Regions from separate parts of the Mus musculus genome. Here region 2 is linked to region 1. Evidence: chromatin contacts called from public promoter capture Hi-C data. All regions are on one chromosome and are shown on one strand. Each heading gives the region's core, a stretch centred on a gene start, on an enhancer-like site or on the middle of the called end of the contact. The rest is flanking DNA. Distances are from core to core; before and after follow the strand shown. Region 1 has its middle 22 kb from the start of Smim14. Region 2 overlaps Pds5a (PDS5 cohesin associated factor A).

What was found. Capture Hi-C pulls out chosen DNA fragments and counts their contacts.
Region 2: a promoter capture Hi-C map of adipose tissue shows a contact between it and region 1. The contact joins two enhancer-like sites. A contact is called at or near these places in 1 of 39 promoter capture datasets (liver), 1 of 115 datasets of contacts at active chromatin or transcription factors (embryonic stem cells) and 4 of 9 other capture datasets (adipose tissue, embryonic stem cells, liver and 1 more).

The regions. Positions count from the first base shown.
Region 1 is chr5:65,512,874-65,516,848 of GRCm38.p6, forward strand. It overlaps a transcript of Smim14 not described here. Among named protein-coding and RNA genes, the nearest start is that of Smim14, 22 kb to the left of the region's middle. Within about 2 kb of position 1,893, at least 102 of the 459 cell types and tissues checked have an H3K27ac peak or open chromatin away from gene starts, as enhancers often do. A contact at or near this core is called in adipose tissue, where this site is marked.
Region 2 is chr5:65,637,818-65,641,792 of GRCm38.p6, forward strand. It overlaps Pds5a (PDS5 cohesin associated factor A), which reads right to left. Exons shown (of 33, transcript NM_001081321.3): 18 at 740-845; 19 at 1-85. Among named protein-coding and RNA genes, the nearest start is that of Pds5a, 58 kb to the right of the region's middle. Within about 2 kb of position 1,669, at least 26 of the 459 cell types and tissues checked have an H3K27ac peak or open chromatin away from gene starts, as enhancers often do. A contact at or near this core is called in adipose tissue, where this site is marked.

The DNA.
Region 1 (3,975 bases), core at 643-3,142:
GTTCCAGGACAGCCAGGGCTATACTGAGAAACCCCGTCTCGAAAAAAAAAAAAAAAAAAAGTTCTAGGCTAGCCACAGATACAAAGCAGTCCTGCCTCTAGATAAACAAACAAGCAAACATGTGGGGCTAGAATAGGAACCAGTTTTTATTGTTTTGGTTTTGTTTGTTTGTTTGTTTTTCAAGACCGGGTTTCTTTGTGTGGGCCAAGCTGGCCTTGAACTCAGAGATCCACCTGTCTCTGCCTCCTGAATGCTGGGACTAAAGGTATGCTCCATTACCAGTGCCCAAGGAAACAGTTTTTAAAATACATATTTATTATTTTATGTGTATATAACTTGTTTTTAGATTTCTTTTTAATTTTATGTGTATGTGCTATTCACATGTGTTTGTACACTATGTGTGTACAATACCAGTAGAGTTCAGATCTACTGGAGGTAGAGTTACAGGAAGCTATGAACCACCATGTGGGTGCAGGGAACCAACCCAAAATCTGCAAGAGCAGTAAGGTCTCTTAACTGTGGAGCTGGTGCACACCTTTAATCCCAGCACTTGGAACAGCAAGAACTATAGAGCTATCTCTCCAGCATACACACACACACACACACACACACACACACACACACACACACACACACACACATATGTATGAGTCTTTTGTCTATATGATACACCATGTGCCTGCCAGGTGTCCCCAAAGGTTAGAAGAGGGCATCAGACAATTATTTACAAATGGGAAATATAATAGAGACGAGGCAAGGGTTAACCTAACTGCTAGTTTGAACTTCACTTTGCATTCCTGAAGGGAAGCCAGCAAGAGTTCATTGCCAGTCCTTTGGGACCTCCCTTTATTACACCCATGAAGCACTGTGCTCCTGGCCATGATCCTGTCCTACAACAGCCAGCCTCTATCTAGTTCACCGCACTCAGATGTACAACTCTCCTGTCCGTGGGCATCCTTTTCCTTTGGGTCTTCTCAATCAGCCCTAGTGGAGGTCCTGTGGTTTTCAGAACAGAACCTCTAAGAGTGGAGAAAAGCCAGTACACATCACTGAAGTTGACTGTGTTCTTAATTTTAATCTGTTGCTCTTGGAGAGAGACTTCTTAAGAATTTTTCACCATATATGCTAACAAAAACCATTTTTAAGCTGGGCATGGTAGCACATATCCCATCATCTGTGAAGCTGAGGCAGACAAATCTTGGTGAGTTGAAGGCCAGCCTGGTCTACACGTAGCCAGCTTCAGGCCAGCCAGTGCTATATTAGTAAAACCCCCGTCTCAAGCAAACTTCCAAACAAAACAAATGCCCCATTTACCAAAAAGAAAGAAAGAAAATTTCTGCAAAAGTCTAAAAGGTCTAAAAACCTCTGGTCTCTAGTAACATTCTGGCATTCTGGACTTTAACTCTGTATGCAGTTACACTAATAGTCATATATAAATCTACTTCACAAGGACTCGCTTTAATGACTTTTTAAAAAGACATCAGACACTAAGTTCACACTGAACAATGTGTTCTTAGTCATCATGAGGACCCTGTTCAGTTAATAGGTTCCTTATGATTTTTCTTCTGTCCCTGCAAAGTGCTTGAGGCCATTACAGAATAACTAACTGGCGATGGGAATTCCCCATGAACTCAGATGGACACTAGCTTCAAATTGTATTCCTTGGATCTCTCCTTCCTCCTAATAAGGGATGAGAAAGAGGACTCAAAAAAAAAAAAGATTTAAAAAATAAATCTCAAAGGCTTTAGGCAGAAGATCATGAGCTCAAGTCTAGCCTGTACTATGTGGAAATAAAAGGTGAGAGCTGGAGAGAGTGGAAGAGGCTGGTAGCCTACATGCTTGGCTCAATCGTCAGCACCTACTGGTCTTCTGTGTCACTCATTGCACAGGCAAGGAGTAGAACTGGCTCAGCAGGAAATGGGCTGTGGCACACTCAGGAGCCTCCTCTCCCCTACTGTACACAAAGACACTTTTTAAATAAGTCTTTGAAAAGGAAGTAGGACTTGATTGTCTGAAATGTCAGTTTGACAGAAGACTGGTTATTGAGGAACTGTTCTGCCCAGATGGTTCAACCTCCAGTGCAATGCTCCATCATCTAGTTGGAATATTTGATCTTTGTGACACAGTTCACATACTTTCCCAAGACCCCCAACTATGACTCTCTCCATATTCTGAGACACAGCTACACACCAAACATATTGTATTTGCTTTGGACACGTCAGTGACTTTCAGATCCTGTTTCCTTCCCAAGGTGATTAACAAAGAGTAACCGATGAACAGATGTCAACCACAGGACGCTTCCTGAAACTTAAATCATATCCTAAACAGCTCTCTGGCTCCCCGAGTGTGTGTGTGTGTGTGTGTGTGTGTGTGTGTGTGTGTGTGTGTGTGTGTGTGTGTGAGAGAGAGAGAGAGAGAGAGAAGCACCTTTTTAAAATGTGCATCAAGTGGACTGGAGAGATAGCTCAAAGTTTGGACACCTGCTGCTCTTTCAGACAATCCAAGCTCTTCTTCTGGCCACTGTGGACATCTGCCCATTCACACCCATATATGGTCACACAGACACCCCTTACACCCACTAGAAAAAAAAATCAAACAACAATTAAACAAATAAAAATGCATCACTTGGGTCACCGAACTGCTCTGTGGATAAAAGTGCTTTCTGACATCCCGGAGAATCTGAGTTCGATTTCTGGGATCCCTATGATGGAGGGAGACACCCAACTCCCAAAACCCCATATGTGCTGGGATGCAGTGGTGTGTGCATGCACACACTAAATACAATAACAAAAAGCCCACCAAGCACTAGATGTGGTGGGACAATAGACTGTGGTGGCACAGTGTTGTAATCTTAGATCTTGGGAGATAAAGGCAGGAGGATCAGGTTGTCCTTTACCATGGAAGTTCAAAGCCATCCCGAAACACATCCCTGTCAACCCTGTCTAGACAATCAAGTTACTAAAATCAAACAACCCATGCCAGCTCAGTTTACCGTCCTTCAGCATCCCTTCAACCCCTGAGTCTCCCCTGAGGAGGTGCGCAGACACAGTCACTGCTTCCTTCCTACCAATCAAAACAGCTTTGCATAGCCATGGGAACCCAACCCCTCATTCTTGTCTTCCTTCCTCACCGATCCTGATGCATTTCTAGTCTTCTCCCTTTATAAATGAGTTTCTTGGTACAGCACAGCCAAGGACCGTGGCAAAGAAATCAGTCCCCAGTCATTTGTTTTCTCTTGTTTTTTTCCCTCTGCCTGCTTCTCCTTACTGCCTCTTGCAGCTTTCTGGTTTCTATGCCTGTTTTATTGACTTCACATTTTTCAGTACTACCTCAGTGCCCCTCCCTTTCTCATTCACTTTGAATTGCTGAGTGCATTGTGGAAGTGTACATTTTAAAATTTGTCATGGTGTACTTTTGTTCAAAGTCTTGATTAGAAATTGGGCTAGAGGGCTGGAGAGATGGCTCAGCGGTTAAGAGCACTGACTGCTCTTCTGAAGGTTGTGAGTTCAAATCCCAGCAACCACATGGTGGCTCACAACCATCTGTAATGAGATCTGGTGCTTCTTCTGGGGTGTCTAAAGACAGCTACAGTATACTTACATATATATAATAAATAAATAAATCTTAAAAAAAAAAAAACTCTCCAGACAGCAAGGAAACGCTTGGAAAAGAAAAAAAAAAGAACTTGGGCTAGAGGAGAAATTTCAGAATCAAGAAATTTGTATTCTGGTCACTTTCTGCCTCTGTAGAGACATGGTGCCTTTTGTGTTATAACCATATTTTGTATTTACACCATGTTTATGTGCACAAGATTATCCCCATTTCAGAGGGAAAAGTCACGAAACCTCAGTTTACTGGTGGGTTTCTGACAATAGTCTGTGATGGTTAATTTTCATTGTCCACTTGATTTGATTTAGAATCTGGGAAACATATCTCTGGGTATGTCTGTGAAGATTTTTTTTCCCAGGGGGGTTT
Region 2 (3,975 bases), core at 419-2,918, 120 kb after region 1:
TGTCATCCTCCATTCTTAGGCACTGTAACAAGGACTCATATGTCTCTGCAGAGTGGAACGAGGTAGGATGTGTGAAAGACAGAACCTGGAGGAATAGATACACCTTTAGGAATACAGACAACAGCTCTATTCTATTTAAAAAAGAGTTTTCTTTCAATAAATAGAATGTAAACTTCTGGTGTGCAAACGCTAGCTGTAACACTTGGAATATAAATTACATCATTTAGCCCCAACTACAGTTACTTTTACTCAGAGACTTTAACAAGAATCCTGAGGGGTACGTTCCAGTCTCTTTCCCAAGATAGTTTACAAACATGTTACCAGGCATCTGTAATCACAGTATGTGGCAGGCTACGAGGCAGATGGATAGATGAGACTTTCATGCCAGTCTAGGCTATAGAATGAGATTCTTGTTTTTAAAAAAACAACACGTGCCGGGCGTGGTGGTGCACGCCTTTAATCCCAGCACTCGGGAGGCAGAGGCAGGCGGATTTCTGAGTTCGAGGCCAGCCTGGTCTATAAAGTGAGTTCCAGAACAGCCAGGACTATACAGAGAAACCCTGTCTCAAAAAAACAAAACCAAAACAAACCAAACCAACCAAACAAAAAAAAGATAAACCAAAAAAACTAATCTTTTGAATAATCTAACTTAAAATAATCCCCCTCATGTACACCCTAAAGGGAACGCCCTTATTTATTTTTGGAAGTTAATGGAGATAAAATTACCAAGAAGAAATACCTTAAGAAGCTCAAGTCCTGAGCGGATGGCTGAGTCTGGACTGACACCCTCCTCTTCATCATCGGCCGTCCCTTCGATTGACTTATTCATCAGTTTTACCAGTGCACTAGTAAGTGAGGAAACGCAGGTTAGTAAGACTACTGAAACTAGTGTAATGTATCCCAACTATAATATGATAAACAGAGAGTGTAAAAAGACTATGGTCAAAGACAACGTCTGTAGCCTGAGGATCAGTGTGGACAACACCATAGGAGAGCTTACGGTTATGTTACCCTTTCCAAAAAACTTAATGTGTTATAGTAATAAGAATCTGACTGATAAATAAGCCAGTTAAATAATATACTGTAATATTAATATTAGTTCTTCCAATATTTACACATAGAAACTTTTCACATATAAAGTGATTGTAATATATTTTAATAAAAACAATATAAAAATAGTTGAAGATTGGGCAAATGGCCATTCAGAACAAAATTCACAGAGTAGAAGCCAAGTAAGATGACTCAGTGGGTAAAAGTGCTTGCTGTCAATCTTGATGCACTGCATGTGAGTCCTGGAACCCACATGATAGGAGGCAAGGATTCCTAACATTATTCATTGACCTCAAAGTATGCGGAACACATGCATGTGCATACTCACAATGAGTAAGTGTAATGCAAACACATAGCAGTGAACATATGCAGGGAAAGTAGCATTAATTACACTAGGAAATTTATAGAATCAGTAATTCCATACTAAGAAATTACTAACAGAACCAATTATCAAAAAAAAGCATATTTACAAACATGCAATTGGAAACTGTGTACTGTCAATTATTTAATACCACAGAACATTACATGATCAATAAGATCCAACTACCTAACAGATCAGATGGTTTGTTTCTCAGACAAGGCCTCAGCTGTACCCTCAGCTGACTCCCTGAGGAGTCAGATCTGCCTAACTCAGTCAGGGTGGGAGGACTGCACAGGACTACAATTACAGGGCTCTACTTACCTCCTCTGGCTAAAGGCATAGCATTTAAAACAAAAACAGATATGAGACTGGGAGTGTAGTTTGTAGGCAGAAGGGCTGCCTAGCTTGTCAAACTCTGGGTTTGATCCTCGATGCCACACAACTGGGTGTGGTGGTGCTCACCTGTAATTCTGATAAAATTAAGGCTAAAGTGGAAGGACTGTCATGAGTTCAAGGCCAGTGTGGATACATAGCAATACCAAGACAGCTAGATACAGCAAGATACTGTCTCAAAAAACAGAGTGAGACAAGTATGTGGGTGTGAAAGGCAGGGTGAGAAATTTTTTCTCCTTTGTTGACATTATTGCTTCAATCAAATTATCATGACTTGTTTAGAGGAAAGAGTCTCTCTGTATATTGTCTAGACTCTCTCTTTTTTTTAAAGATTTTAATAAGATTTTTTAAGATTTATTTATTTTATGTATGTAAGTACACTGTCTTCAGGCACACCAGAAGAGGGCATCAGATCTCATTACAGATGGTTGTGAGCCATCATATGGTTGCTGGGAATTGAACTCAGGACCTCTGGAAGAGCAGACGGTGCTCTTAACCACTGAACCATCTCTCCAGCCTCTAGACTCTCTTTTAATTAACTCTTACTGATCATCAATCTGAGGAGGGTTTAACATATACTTGTGAAAATCAAGAAACTTGTTGCTGAGACGGTCTTACATAGCCTGGCTGGCTTTACACTCAATGTGTAGCAGAGGATAATAATGACTATGTGTTAAGAGCTGGACCACAGACATTTGTTACCATAAAGGATATTTAAAAAACAAAACAAAACAAAACAGAATGAACCTGAATTGTGTAATAGACAATTGAATATTAGCAGTTGGGAAGATGAAGGAAGAAAAATACAAGTTCAAGAAGCCAGCATGAACTGCAAAAAATAAAATAAAATCATTAGGGTGTGGAGGTGGCTCAGTGAGTGGTACCACATACTAACTACCACACCTGCAGACAATCAAGGTTTGGTTCCTAGCACTGATGTCACTTGGTTCAAGATAACTTCATCTTCTTTTACTTAAAGGAGTCTGTGTTTATTGTCTCACATTCCAACCTATCTCCTAAAGCAACTAGAATTATGAAAAAATATTTATACCTCTGATTTCTCAAATGTCAGTGTAGCTGAGGGGGACCAGGGCTCTACAGTCTTCTGTGCGCAAATTCTACCGTTTGTTTTTGTGTAGCATGGTGATGGTCGTGCGGGGGAGCAAGTCCCGAGTCTTTGTCATCAACAAAGCCCTAGAGTCACCTCTCTAAAGTATCAGAGAGAAACTGCACGGGCCATGGCACTCTCCCCTTCTTTCCTGAGCTAGCTGTTAGCATTTATTTAACTTCCAGGTATCCCGTGAGGCCTCCACCATTTAGTTTCTTTTCTCATTTTCTTTAAAGATTTGCTTTTTATTTTTTGTGTGCATATGTGGTGCCTACAAAGGGCAGAAGATGGCATTAAATGTCCTAGAGAAAGAGATACAGATGATTAATTATCAGCTGCCTAATATGAGTACTAGGAACTGAACATGTGTCCCCTGCAAGGACAATACATGCTCAAAACCTGGTATGATAGTGCTGACCTTTAACCACAGGAGAAAGAGGCAGATCTCTGTGAGTTAGAGGCCAGCCCGGAGAGTCTACATAGTGAGTGCCAGGACAGACATGCCTATTCAGAGAAGCCATCTCAGGAAGGAAGGGAGGAAGACCATATCATCTTCATCAGCACGAGGAAAGAGGACCCAGTTCTCTTCTTCAGCCATGTGGATTCTGGGAATCCCACTCCAATTACAGATAGGGTTGGAGGCATGTACTTTTATGTGCTCAGCCATCATGCTACGCTAAACTTCACACCTTATATAATTCATTCATAATTTTCTAAGTGTTGCCATTCCTTGTTAAAAAAATACTTTTCATAATTCATGTCATCATTGTAGCCTCAGTATTCAGTTCTTTCTCCTTACCTCTGTCCACTCTAATTTAGTTCATTCCTGAGTTTCAACCATTATCACAATGATCACATAATTTTGTGATAATCTTTTCTTTTGTATATTTTCTGAAACAGGGTGTAAATAAGCCCCAACTATCCTGGAACTCATCATGTAGATCAGGTTAGCCCTAAAGTAACAGAGATCTACCAGGCTCTGTTTTTTTGGTTCTGAGATTAAAGGAGTGTAAAAACAAAAACAAAAACATGTCTGCCACCAATGTTTTCTCTTAAAATCTTG